Regions from separate parts of the Mus musculus genome. Here regions 1, 2 and 3 are each linked to region 4. Evidence: chromatin contacts called from public promoter capture Hi-C data. All regions are on one chromosome and are shown on one strand. The core of a region is the stretch at or near the end of the contact, and the rest is flanking DNA. Distances in the headings are between cores, read along the strand shown. Region 1 holds the start of Cobll1 (Cobl-like 1). Region 2 has its middle 82 kb from the start of Galnt3. Region 3 overlaps Cobll1 (Cobl-like 1). Region 4 holds the start of Scn3a (sodium channel, voltage-gated, type III, alpha).

The links. Promoter capture Hi-C pulls out the DNA fragments that hold promoters and counts their contacts.
Region 1: a contact with region 4 is called in a promoter capture Hi-C map of 3T3-L1-derived adipocytes, with 7 times the contacts expected there. The contact joins the promoter of Cobll1 here to the promoter of Scn3a in region 4. A contact is called at or near these places in 9 of 39 promoter capture datasets (the 3T3-L1 cell line, 3T3-L1-derived adipocytes, the HPC-7 cell line and 5 more), 5 of 484 Hi-C or Micro-C datasets (bone marrow-derived macrophages, embryonic stem cells, group 2 innate lymphoid cells and 2 more) and 1 of 9 other capture datasets (liver).
Region 2: a contact with region 4 is called in a promoter capture Hi-C map of hippocampal neurons, with 2.4 times the contacts expected there. The contact joins the enhancer-like site here to the promoter of Scn3a in region 4. A contact is called at or near these places in 3 of 39 promoter capture datasets (embryonic stem cells, hippocampal neurons and stem cell-derived epiblast-like cells), 1 of 484 Hi-C or Micro-C datasets (the N1E-115 cell line), 1 of 115 datasets of contacts at active chromatin or transcription factors (astrocytes) and 1 of 9 other capture datasets (embryonic stem cells).
Region 3: a contact with region 4 is called in a promoter capture Hi-C map of pre-B cells. The contact joins the enhancer-like site here to the promoter of Scn3a in region 4. A contact is called at or near these places in 3 of 39 promoter capture datasets (the 3T3-L1 cell line, the C10 cell line and pre-B cells) and 2 of 115 datasets of contacts at active chromatin or transcription factors (large pre-B cells and pro-B cells).

What each region holds. Positions count from the first base shown.
Region 1 is chr2:65,236,925-65,240,040 of GRCm38.p6, reverse strand. It overlaps Cobll1 (Cobl-like 1), which reads left to right and starts at 1,250. Exons shown (of 14, transcript NM_177025.6): 1 at 1,250-1,678. The coding sequence starts at 1,602. It overlaps Gm13594 (a long non-coding RNA gene), which reads right to left. Exons shown (of 2, transcript XR_001783320.2): 1 at 1,959-3,116; 2 at 1-535.
Region 2 is chr2:66,040,857-66,043,948 of GRCm38.p6, reverse strand. No RefSeq gene overlaps it. Among named protein-coding and RNA genes, the nearest start is that of Galnt3, 82 kb to the left of the region's middle. Within about 2 kb of position 1,673, at least 39 of the 459 cell types and tissues checked have an H3K27ac peak or open chromatin away from gene starts, as enhancers often do. A contact at or near this core is called in the N1E-115 cell line and hippocampal neurons, where this site is marked.
Region 3 is chr2:65,117,788-65,120,721 of GRCm38.p6, reverse strand. All of the region lies in intron 6 of Cobll1 (Cobl-like 1), which reads left to right. Among named protein-coding and RNA genes, the nearest start is that of Grb14, 96 kb to the right of the region's middle. Within about 2 kb of position 1,386, at least 41 of the 459 cell types and tissues checked have an H3K27ac peak or open chromatin away from gene starts, as enhancers often do.
Region 4 is chr2:65,566,102-65,569,358 of GRCm38.p6, reverse strand. It overlaps Scn3a (sodium channel, voltage-gated, type III, alpha), which reads left to right and starts at 1,867. Exons shown (of 27, transcript NM_001355167.1): 1 at 1,867-2,093. All of the region lies in intron 2 of Gm34833 (a long non-coding RNA gene), which reads right to left.

The DNA of each region.
Region 1 (3,116 bases), core at 1-2,500, 330 kb after region 4:
GTAGTAGTTAGTACTTTTGGTTCCAGAAATTATTGGTGGTGGTTGTAATGAATGAGCAACAAAGAACCTTTAATTAAGCACGGGTTATAAATACTAGTTTAATTTTAATGTGAACCAAAAATGTTAAGTCCTTTGTTATCCTACATCATGTTTTTATGCCTACAGATTTGCCACTTGAGGTATCCATTTATATATTTTTAATTTAGCATTATTTCCTGATGTTCGCTTTTGGACTCATCAATATGATTTACTTTAAAACAGTTGGCAAGGGTCTAAGGGTAAGGAGACAATATGCACCCGGTTGTCAGGTGGCACGTCTCCTCTGAGAAGAACTCTTGCAGGAACCGAAACTACAAACAAGCAAGCACTGTCTGAGATTCCTTTATTCCTGTGAAACTTCCAGGAGGCCACTAAATCTCTGCTGTTCTTTCTTAGCTTATAGACTGTCATCATGAGAACGTCCAGTCCTCAAATCCCAGCTGTTGGCTGTTTACATCAAGAGAGGCATGTCTGGGAAGACTGGACGAGCTTAAACCTGCCAGGGATTAAAAAGATCACAATGTCAGAGGTGCCTTTTAAGGGCTAGCAACCGTAGGGGTCAGTAAGGTTAAAAAGAAAATCCTGCACTTCGAAGGTCAGACTGCAGGTGGTCAATCAGCAGGACTCGGTCCATGAGCTCTCCTCACTTCCGCTACAGCTTGGGTCCTCCCTGGGGTTTTGCTGGCCAGGTAGCCTCCCTGTCCGCCCACTCTTCCTCTTGGGTTCGCGAGGCTTCCCAAAGCTACTCAGTGTCAGTGGGGACTAAAACGAGCAGCCTAGACGCTTCCTCTCCACCGGCCTCCCCCGCGGTACCTAAAAGCCGCGTGCTCCGCGGAGGGGTGCGGGGTGGGGTAGGAAATTCCTCCTCGCTCCACGTCCCCGCCCGCTCGCCCTACCCGTCCCCTCTCCGGCTGGCTGCTCTGCTCGCTCCGATGCTGACCTCGTCACCCTCACTTCTGCAGAGCGAGGTGGCCGAGGCGGCTGCGAGCTCGGGGCTCCCGGCAGGGCCATGGGGCAGGGTGAGTTGGGGCGCGGGCGCGGCGGCCGGGGGCCGGCCGCTTTCCGCCGCGCGCTCGCTCCGGGCGTCCGAGCTAGCCGTGCGGGGGAGGAGCGGAGCCTGGACGGGCCGGGTCCCCTAAAGCGGGCAGTGGCTTGGGAAGGCGGGGGCGCTGTGGTTCGCAGCTCCTCCGGAAAAGTTTGCACGGGATTCAGTTGGTGCGCAGCGGGCCGCTGGAGCCCAAGCACTGCGGGCGTGGCGACCGTCCCGCGCCCGGTCCGCTCCTCCTCCTCCTTCACAGCCCGGGCTGCCGCGCGCCGCCCCTTCGCCCGGGACTGGCTGCGGGCTGCGGCCGGGGCGGGGACCTGTAGCCGTCGTCGCGGCGCCCTCGGGCAGGGACCGACCGGCAGGTGGAAGCGCCCCGGGGAGGCGGGGCCGCCCCTGGCTGCCGTGGGTCGAGGCGGGCTCTTGGCCCGGCCGCTCCCGCCCTGACCCGCCGGCCTCTCCCACCCTAGCAGTGACGCGCCGCCTCCGAGCCCGAGCCCGCGCCGCGGCCAGCAGCGCGATGGACCGCAGCGTCCCGGATCCCCTACCCCGCAGCGCGCCCCGCACCCCCGCCATGCAGCCCGCGGGCTCCGCAGGGTAAGTAAGCCTCCCTCCCGGCCGCCGAGGCCTCGCGCGCTTCACCTGCCCGAGGCGAGCTCCCCGCGGGGCCGCCGGGCTCCCGGGCCGACCCACACGCGGGCGGGAGACTGCGTCCTCCCGGACGAGTCGGGGTGGGGGGTTCGGTACTTTGGGCAAGCTTTCCGATCGGGGTTACGGAAGGCCAGGCGAATGGCAGGCGTTGGGTGAGGAGTCCCGGAGCAAAAGTGGTAACAAAGGGCCCCTTGTTGGGGCTCTGTAGCGGCGGGGGGGACGACACCTGTAAGCGCGCTCCGGGAAAGGAAGGAAAAGTTTCCACAGCCAAGCGCTCCAGCCCAGGAGGATGGTTTCTGTCAAGGTGACTGCAAGGAAGGGGCTTCCTGAAAGTCCACGGAGGGCGCAGCAAGGTGTGCCAGCTGTCAGCCCGGCTTGACAGTTCCGGGAGCAGGCGGGGTGCTCGCCTCTGACTGGGGGTGTGTGTGTGTATGTGCTTCTGGCCAATTGGTGATGCCAAAGCCGAGTGCGAAGTCAGTCGCATTGGCAAACACCTATACTTTTTTTTTTTTTTTTTTACCGTCACGTGTTTGAGGAGCGATTGGAAGGGAAGGGGCTGTCACATGGTGAGTTAATATTAAATGAAGCATGCCTTCCTGCCAAATATGCTAAACATCACTCTGTTAAACGTTTGGGTAAACAGTGGTGGGAACAGGTAGTCCTGCAAGGGCCAAGGAGAACTTGAGAATAACCTTTGTCGTAGTAAATGGTCAAGCTACACAACCCTGTCCTAGGTGAGACCGCCTCACTGCTGTCATGTAGCCTCTTTGCCATAAAGCACCCCCAGTTTCTCTTTTTCTTTGTTAATCAGAACCTAGAAATGCCTTAAGCAGAGTATGAAAATTCCGGAAATTGGAACATTAAGGAACAGGCGACTTTGTAAGCAATGAATGAAAGTCGTTCTTTTTTTTTTTTTTCCCCTGGTTTAAGAGTGAAGAAGTCATTTTTCCCTGGAACATGACAGGCGTTTCCTTAGGAGCAAGTCACAGCATGTTTATTCATCAGAGGCCATGCGAGCATTGGCAGTTGTCTAGAGGAAACATGGAAGAGTCTCAAGGCAACATGACTAATCTAACAGATATTTAGTGTAATGCTTACATAGAGGAAACATGCAGTGTATGAATTCGTTCTTTTTTCCTCTAAATTTCGATCTCCTCCATGCAAATATCCCCTATTGCTGTAGAGCGCTACTTTTTTCTTGGGGGGGCGGCTTTCCACCGTTTAGATACTAATGTGTCTCCTTCCATATATTTTTACCGTATGGAGAGTAAGTGTGTCGGTAGGATGAGGTAAAGCAAGGCCTGGAGACAGAGCTGTGGATTAATGTAAGTTAATGTCATACAAGCTTTCACACAAAACTGAATTAGACTCTCAGAAAACAGCA
Region 2 (3,092 bases), core at 424-2,923, 470 kb before region 4:
TTTTTTTTTTTTTTTTTTTTTTAAGAAAACATAAATTGCACCATATCCTGTCAGTGTGCTGATTCCTGTAGGAGACAGTGCTGCTCCCCGCCAGTTCTGCCTGTCTTTGCAAGCACATGGTAGGGCAGGATTACCCAGTGCCTTTGTTCCCCAGGAACGGTGAGAGCGTGAGAGCGTATCTGTAGGAAATCACTCGTGAGGGTGCCCACTTGGTAATAGGAATTAAAATCCACTTCTGTGTCAGTGTGATGGACTTTGCAATGTTTGAGTGGGAGGGACACCTGTCACTCCCAGGTAGAAACCTAAGGGAACATTGTGGATGTCCGCCTCTCTGAGTGTCCAGGGTGGCAAAAAGCTCTTTGAGTCCCACTGTCTGAGGAGGAAGAAACAGGGCAAAGCTTTGCCCGTTCGTTCAGGGCAGGCCTGAAGGCAGACCAGAGTCCATGCTGTGGGGGCTTTGGGTGTCCCTTGCTTCTCTAACACATTCTAGAATCTTGTGACTAAAAATATACTAGTAAAAAGAGTTCACAGAAAGGATATATCTGAAATGAATTATTTTTAGGGATATTGTACAAGAAGAAATCTACCAAGTGCAGAATCTACTGAGTTGGGTTTGGTTTTGTTTGTTTGTTTGTTTGTTTTAAATATCTGCGAAATTGTAGGAACTTTTTTCGTGCTGATGTTGTTTTGCACAGTAAGATAGCTTACGGTTGGTTTATGTTAAAAGAAAATGTTGTTCGGCTACTAGTAACTATCTTGGTCTCCAAAGACTTCTTGATATTAAAATATACACAAAATATTGAATATTGCCAGTACAATGACATTAAGGTTATGAAGGAAAATATTCTAGGCCTCACTTTTAGTAAATTGACACTATGTGTAAATCTGCTGAGAAAAAAAGGTGAGCTATGCTTTATGGATTATTTGATATTTTAATGACCTTCAGAGCAATGTGAAATATGAACACTCAATTTTTATAACTTTAGATACAATGGCTTGATTTTTCTCAGTTCATCTATATTTTAATAAAGTGGATTTTTCAATGGCTTGTGATTGTGACAAAATGTCAAGCATTCCTTAAGGGCTTTGTCATATTGTCATATTTATCATAATTAAAGCAATATCTCAAACAATAAAACAATAGCAACCAAAAAAAAAAAAGAAACTGATTATTTTAATGCCAACTTCCTTATTACAATCTGAGGAGCGGGTTACTTGAGAAAGATCAGTTCTATGGTTTGTATGTGTCTTCTAGTGTTTTGAAAATCTGTGTGGAATAAAATTTAAAATTTTAAAGGAGTCATTTTATAAACATGAAACTTAGCATTTAACTCTTTTAAAACACAATTCAATGAATAAAGCTGATGGGTTTTATTAAAGCCACAGCTATTATTTTCTTTCCTTTATTTCATTATTCAGAATACAATAAAATATCTTATAATGAAATCGTTATTATTATTATTATTATTATTATTATTATTATTATTATTATTTTAACGCAGAAACATCAGGGATCACCTGAGTGAAAACCTCGTATTTCCATTCAGGATGTAGACCTCTGGTGTTCTGCCTGTTGACCAGTAAGGGGCGCCATCACAAAGTGATTGCAGAGATCTGAGGTCTGCGGGGCTTTTCTGGTGTCCATCTTGTTCAGTTGCTTTTCTAGGCCACTGCTGAGCATACTGTACCCTATAGGCTCACATCACCACCACAGCAGGAAAGGCTGCCGCAGAGCTCAAGGCTGAGCTTTTAGATTTCTTCTTTCCAGTGCTCCACGCTGTTAAGCCAAAGCTTCCATTTCCTAGGACGCAGGCCAAAGGCTTGGCTGCCAGTCCCGCTGCTGTTACTAATTGCCTGCTCCTGCTCAGGTTTCTTTATGAAGTCCTCTCACTCCTTCAATATTAAATGTAAATTACACGTTTCTCTCAAGTCCGCCCACCCAGCCCTTTCAGGAACAGCCATTTGTTCCTGTGCACCTGGAGGTAATTCTTACTCTGTGTGTGTGTGTGTGTGTGTGTGTGTGTGTGTGTGCGCGCGTGCGCGCGCGTGTGTTTTATCCACCGAACTGACTTGCGCAACCACGCTATCCCCCCCAACTTCTCCGACCCCCAACCCTGACTTCCCTGGATGCTCAGCAGGACTGAGCTGACATGTTTTAGAGATGGCCAAAACGGAAACAATTCAAGCAACTGAGCGTCTCAGAGATGCCATCTGACTCCCATCCCCACTGTTTCAACAACCTCAAAAGCTGCCTACAAGCTTTTGAGTGTGGCAACTAGCCACGCGTGGCTGTTTCAAGAAACGACGATAATGGATATTACAAACATGTTTTGGTGGCCAAACACAGACTTCCAAAGATAGGTCTCCCCTAGCAAAGCGAAGCAATTATCCCAATCAGTCAAGTGAAAAGGTCCATTTACGCCTCAATTCTCTGGCTAATTCAGGCAAAAGTAAAATTTTCATCTGAATGATCTCAGTAATTGGCTTACTGCTTTGCTTTATCGGAGGGAACTTGACAAAGAAACAGAGGCTGCTTCATACTAGCAGGTTAGTGATGACCCCAAGGAACAGGGTGCACAGAAGAGGTTTCTGAGAAGCATCCGAGTGCAGACCTTGTGTTGAAATTTCAACAGACAGCGCCTCATTGAGGAGGGTGATTAGTGGGGCTTTCAAATTCATCCTCTCCTGCTATCCTTCCCTCCAGCCACCTGTCACTCCTTCCTCAGTGTTTCTAGCTCACAGCCACACACCACTGAGGACGAAGGGAGCAAATGAAACAATCCATCTGTCTGTCATCCTTGACTCCATCCTTCAGTTGAACCCGCTGTATTCCCACGGCCATTGTTCAGATGACCATTGATGCTTTGCTGGGCTCTTATCCATTTGACTCGAGCTTGGGGCTTTTGGTTGTAGGTGCAAAGCCATGTACTGCAAACAAAGGTGAGACAGATAGGCATCTTGGCTATTCACAATTGATTCCTGTCTTTTATCCATTCCTGTCTTATATCTTATATCCTCTAGAGCACTTTGCCCTCTTAAAATGCCAAACTTCTCACCACTTTGCTGTCTGATAGGTAAGCCCTAGTATGGCT
Region 3 (2,934 bases), core at 137-2,636, 450 kb after region 4:
ATGACATCGACAGCTTTGGGGAATAAGACTAAGTATAGAAATCTGAGTCCTAGAACCATTTACTGTCTGTTGAGGACACCTGTAGCAAAATCAGTCGGCAGAGGACTGCCTTGTTTCCATCAGTTGGTCTCTTAAACTTATGTTTCAAGTGGAAGTGGAAGAGTTTAAAAGAAATTGTTGGAAATCTCCACCTGTAGAATTCCCAAAACCTTTGGAGACTTTTTGACTCCCACCTTTAGTGTGGCTTTACTGCTTCAAGTCCTCTGCATTCAACAGTAAATAACTGTCCCCAGCCACTGGCATGGTGTGTAACCTCCTTGGGGTAGGTTTGTGGCTGGAAGCACAGTAAAGGGATAACCTCTACTGAGCATTTCATTTGGTCTCAATGTGTGTGCTGCCACAGACAACATTCGAATATTGGGAAACCAAGACTTCCTGCCATCTGATATTATGCAAGTGAAACTTAATACCCAGAGTATTCGTTTTTCAGTGGCTGACTCAATTTTTTAGGAATGCTTTGCATGCCTCTTTTACACAGTTTTATCTTTATTTTTTTTCCCTACTTAATTTGGTTTAGAAGCAGATGATATGCCCATGAAGCAAGTAAACATCTGTTTTTTATTTTACTTGGTGAATTTTTCCAGTTATTTTATGCAGACCAATTAAGGTTGTACTCCCTGTTGTAATAGATTATGTATTTGTACTCGTTAAGAAATATTTCTCTTCCTGCTTTTTTTTTAATTTGGGCTATCATGTAACACTTTATTTTCTCTCCTGCTCGCGTCTTGTATTTATTGTATGGAAAGTGGACCCCACACGGAGTTCAACAGTTGCCTAGGAACTGTGGTTACCATGACAGTTGCAGCTTGATATATGAGTACATCTGGCTCTACTTCCAAAGCTATGAGTGGATTAATGCATCTGAAAAAATCTACCAGCACAGTATATTCTTTCCTTTTTCCCATGCATAATGTGCATCATTTCTTTGTAACTTTTCTAAGGTTTGTTAAGGAGTCATGGCCACGAAAAGCGAGGCAGCGGCGCCTGCTTATGTGTTTAGTTTTCCTATTCCAGGCCAACTTCTACAGAGAACACTCCATTAATCTACACTCAAGCCCTCTGTTGGCACTTTCAGGTGTGCTTCAAACCTAAAAGTAAAGGGACCTGCTAATTATATTTTAACCTCTAAAGAAGAAAAATCTTCAAAGAACAAGAGCTCTTGACCATTTGTAAATTGAATACACGTTTCTCTTCCTTGTCTATCAGTAAGCAAAAGGCTGCCTGTGCCTTAAGCTTTACACTAGGTCACAGCAGAACACTGAAGTCAGAAGTCCAAGGCTTACATAGCCTCTGGCCTACATTGGTGTTGAAGGCTGCATGAGTAGGTGTGCCCTTCTCTACTCAGCAGCATGCAGTAACAGTAGCCAGGTCAGAGGAAGCATGGCCGTGGTATGAGTGTGTAGGGAGGGATAAAGCTTTCTTGATAGCTTTGGCTTTCTCTCTGGGCTGAACTGAAATGCCCTCCTCCCCCAGTGTATTACTTTGGCTGTCATTTGACTTTGGCATGGGTTCTAAGTTCAGCTCATCTGTAAGGTGTTCTCCTCACCTGTGCCTAGAAACATGTCAGTCCAGTTTGTTCGGATTACAGGGAACCACGATCTTCACCATGTATTCTCGTTTACTTTGGATCGATCCTAGGTTCTACTTTCTTCTTGTTCGTAGAAGATGTACGGCTGAGCTCAGTTCTCATCTTTGGGCTTAAAAATGTTAAAACCAAGATTGTCACTAGCAAGCCACGATTATATAAATAGAGCTCAGTGAGTGAGGGGAGGGTGGGACTGACGGAAACACTGATGTGTCTGAAGAAGAAGAATGTACATGTCTGTCAAAGGCATAAATAGCATAGGCTTAAAAATTTGTCTTTTTTTTTCTTTGCACAAAAAAAGGGCCAGTGTGCATGTAAATGGAAACTGCTCAACCTCTGTGTGTCTTGTGTCACCTTGGGCTCTCCTAGATACTCTGTGGTGTTTTTACTCTCTGCTGTAGTCTTTCCATCAACTTTCCACACTAAATGAACTTGTCCATTGCTGTGTTCTTTTTCTCTGAGGAATAAAATTTTCTAACTAAATTTCCCAGAATCTTCAAGTTCTTATATTGCAAAACTATGTACGGCTGGCTTCTACCTAATAAAAAAAAGTTCTGTAGTCTGGACCTTTGGTTGGTGGTAACCAGGTCACAACAGCTACTCCTATTGAATGACTCCTGAGACCCAATGTATGATAGCAACATTGAAGACTTAACACCTGGCATCTTTCTGTGTGCACTTATTGCAACACAGGAATCCACACAAGCACCTTGTGGTGCAACAAAGAAATGGAAGGCTTAGAGTGTGAGAAAAATGTGTTCATTTGCTGAGCTTATTAACTAGAGGATATAAATGTCACTGTTAACTAATAATGAATTTTGCACAAGATATGTTTGATACAAATCTTGTGACCAACACAGCCACGTGGAATTCCTTGGAGGGCCTTAACTTTAATTAGGAACAAAAAGTCACAAGCTAATGGTGTTGATGCCACATGGAACACCTTCTGGATGATCTAGCTCTAATCTTATTGGCTTCTACCGTAGTACTTATTTCAGAAGAATGATAGGAGTGGTGTTAAAATTGGCAGAGGAGATGACTGCTCACATAGTGTAGGTTGAAGAGCTGCAGGCCCTGTACCTGATGTCTCCTGTCTTTTGCTCAGCCCAGTTGCTTGTACTTGATAGGTCACATCTGTTTACCCATTCCTTCACTTGGATGTTGATAATCTGAGTCAATCCTGACAAGGTAAGACTTTCCATGCTATCAAGGAGAACTCTTAATATGGGCTTAGGTAGATAATAATAAAATAATAGGTTTTTCTCCAGAGAATATGCTATTATAGAGCA
Region 4 (3,257 bases), core at 618-3,117:
AACAATGATGTCCGAATTTCCAGTGTTCGTTATGAGTAAACTTCTTCCTGATAGACAATTATGGTCTAGCCTTGTCTTCAAGGCTGATAGATTGTCAACATGTAAATGTATGTGTGTTGCATCAATATGTACTGTCAAAGAAACAAGCTTCTTTTGACCACAAGATTTTTTTTGGGGGGGGGGGGTGTATGTATGACAGCAGGAACAGCTGAAATCCACCTTGAAGAAGGTAAGCCAAGGCTATCTGAAGTAGTTGGTTGGGAAATGATCTGCTCTTCAGGCACTAGGACCTCCTTTAAAATCTCCAGCCCTAGCCTAGGCAACATAGGAGAGCTGGTCCCAAGGGTTCCAGAGCAGCGAGCCTTGACGGTATGGGCCCTGGAGAGCCGGTGGGCTGACCACCTCAGCTACCACCCAGGCCCAGATCCCGTGCTTTGAATTGACCCACTCGAGCATCTACCCTACCTATGAACAGCTGAAGCAGGACTGGGTGGTCCTGCAGATCCAAGCTGCAGGATCGCCACCTTATAGGGCAACGACAGGATATCTGAGCGGAGTCCCGGTGAGGATCCAGGATTGATGGAGTAGCAGAAGCCAGAGGCCTCGAACCAGACCAATGACTCACTGCAATGACACACCTCAGCTTCCAAGGTGAGAGATCTTCTTTCTTTCTTTCTTTCTTTCTTTCTTTCTTTCTTTCTTTCTTTCTTTCTTTCTTTCTTTTTCTTTCTTTCTTTCTTTCTTTCTTTCTCTCTCTGTCTCTCTGTCTCTCTGTCTCTCTCTCTCTCTCTCTCTGTCTCTCTCTCTCTCTTTCTTTCTTTTGGGAGATGTTGCAGGGGCAGAAGGCTGATACAAAGGGATGGGGAGATGAGTAGGATTGGGGCTAATGATGTGAAATTCACAAAGAATCAATAAGAATTTTTTTAAAAAATCCTCACCGTCCAAGACCAGGCCTGCTACGGTGCTGATTCTACCCCAGCAGTGGGGACAGAGGCGGGGAGTTTGCTGCTTCAGTCTAATTCCATGTTTAATGAGATAATTTTTCTCTAAATGTGAAAAGTAAAACCAAAAACTGCTGTTAAGAGCCCCCTCAACTCACAAAAGTCATTTTCCCTTTGACTACGTGATTCTGTTTCAATGTCGCAAGCATTTGCTGCCCTAATGTCTCAAAGGCTGAGCTAGAGGTAGATCACGGAAGACCCCTGAGGTCAACCCCCACCTACGCTGCCCCTTCATGAGCACATACACACCCCCTAAAGGAGCACATATATATGCCACACACACCTAAAAAATAATAAATAAATAAATAAATAAATAAATAAATAAATAAATAAATAAGGTATTCAGATCAGAGGTTGTCTTCAAAACCAAAACAAAAGAAAGAAATAAAAAATATGAAAAGTTTACATCTGCATATATGTTGTACTATTTTCTAAGAAACCAGATTTTTCACCTTGTGTGGAGGGGGACCTCATCTTGGAAGAGCAGACTTAGAGAAGATTTTATGAAAACCTGTGATTCCTAATCAAACAACTAGAAAATTAAAAAGTAAATACATAAAGAGGCGTGAAAGGTTAACTGTGCACACTCGTGTGGTAGCTAGGTTACCCCCCACCACCCCCCCCCCCCGCCTCCATCATCTCTCTGCTGTCACCGTGGGGCCCTTACATGATTCATAATGTTTCCATACAGGTTTGCCTCCTGCCTTCCGAAGAGATGGAGAATAATAGGAGTGTTTTGTCGTTTGCGCAATGGCGTGTGTCTGCCAGTAGATGGCAGTAACACGTTGAATGCTGCCAGCTTTTTCTTTTTCTTTCTTTTTTTTTTTTTTTTTTCCTTCCAGGGCCGTTTTCTGATATATGTTGGGTATCATAGAGTGAATCTCAGAACAGGAAGCGGAGGCATAAGCAGAAAGGATTCTGGAAAGGTCTCTTTGTTTTCATATCCACAGAGAAAGCAAGAAAAAAAAATTGAATGTAATTTGCAAATCCCTGTGGCCCAAATCTGAAGAACTACTGGGGGTGGCACGTTCCATTCTAACCATCTTGGATGCTGTCCTTTGTTGAGCTGTGATTCCTAAGGCTCTCCATCAGGTAAGCTGACAAAACATTTAATTATTTGCACCGTAGAATCTAGCCACCAGATCATCTTCTCATTTTAAAATCCTCCCCGTGCTGCCATTTTTAAAAGCCTAATGTTTAGATGTAAATTATAAGAACTAAAGGTATCATTTGATTTGTAAACTGCTTACTATTATTCCTTTATCTTTCAAAGGAAACAGCCTCTGTCTGGAAATGGTGACTTACAATACAGACTAGGAATTAAGGAGTGTGTGTCTGTGAAAGAAACAGATGTTTGGGGTTCATTGTATAGAGAGAACATCTGTTTTGTTAGACTTAATGTCAACCCACTAGATTTCAGGACGACACCGCCTATTCGGCATCTTTAAATCATTAAATGCTCAGTGAGATTGGAGCTACCTTTTCTGTGCTTTATTTTTTTTTTAAATTCAATTTAATTTTATTTACTTAGAAGCTCTGGAGAAGCCATATACAGACAGTGATATCAATATATAAGGGTGTTTGGCTATTTAGACATTCTTATTTTTCTTAGAAATTTATCAGCATAGAGGGAAAGAGACCACCCAGAGTAACATTAAAATACATTTGATTTGGTAAAAGTGAAATGATCCATGAATTCCTGTATGTCCCATACCCTCCTGTTTTGTTACCTTTTAACAGCCAGAAGCTTGAGAGCTGGGTAGGTTTCTTTCCTTCCTGGAACATTTCATGGTTGGTTTTTATTATCAGTACTATTACTACCAATCACCAGGAAAACTCACTTGAGACCAAATGAGAATAATTTACATTGTGTAGAGTCTGTGCCTGTCACTGAAATGTTTTACACCACACTCATAATGTTCCATTCAGTGATCACACTGCTACATTAGCAGAAGACCTACAGGCAGTAGTGGAAAGACAAGTTTTTAAGATTACAAAGCTCTCTCTCTCTCTCTCTCTCTCTCTCTCTCTCTCTCTCTCTCTCTCTCTCATGTGTGAGTGTGTGTGTGTGTGTGAGTGTGTGTGAGTGTGTGTGTGTGTGTGTGTGTGTGTGTGTGTGTGTGTGTGTGTGTGTGTGCAATAGGTAGTGTAATGTCTCTTGTGAGGACAAAGATGAAGCCATTAGTGTTTGTGAGGAGAATCTGCATGGAAATATTACATCTAATCTATTCTGAGCAGTGTGTCCTGCAAGAAATA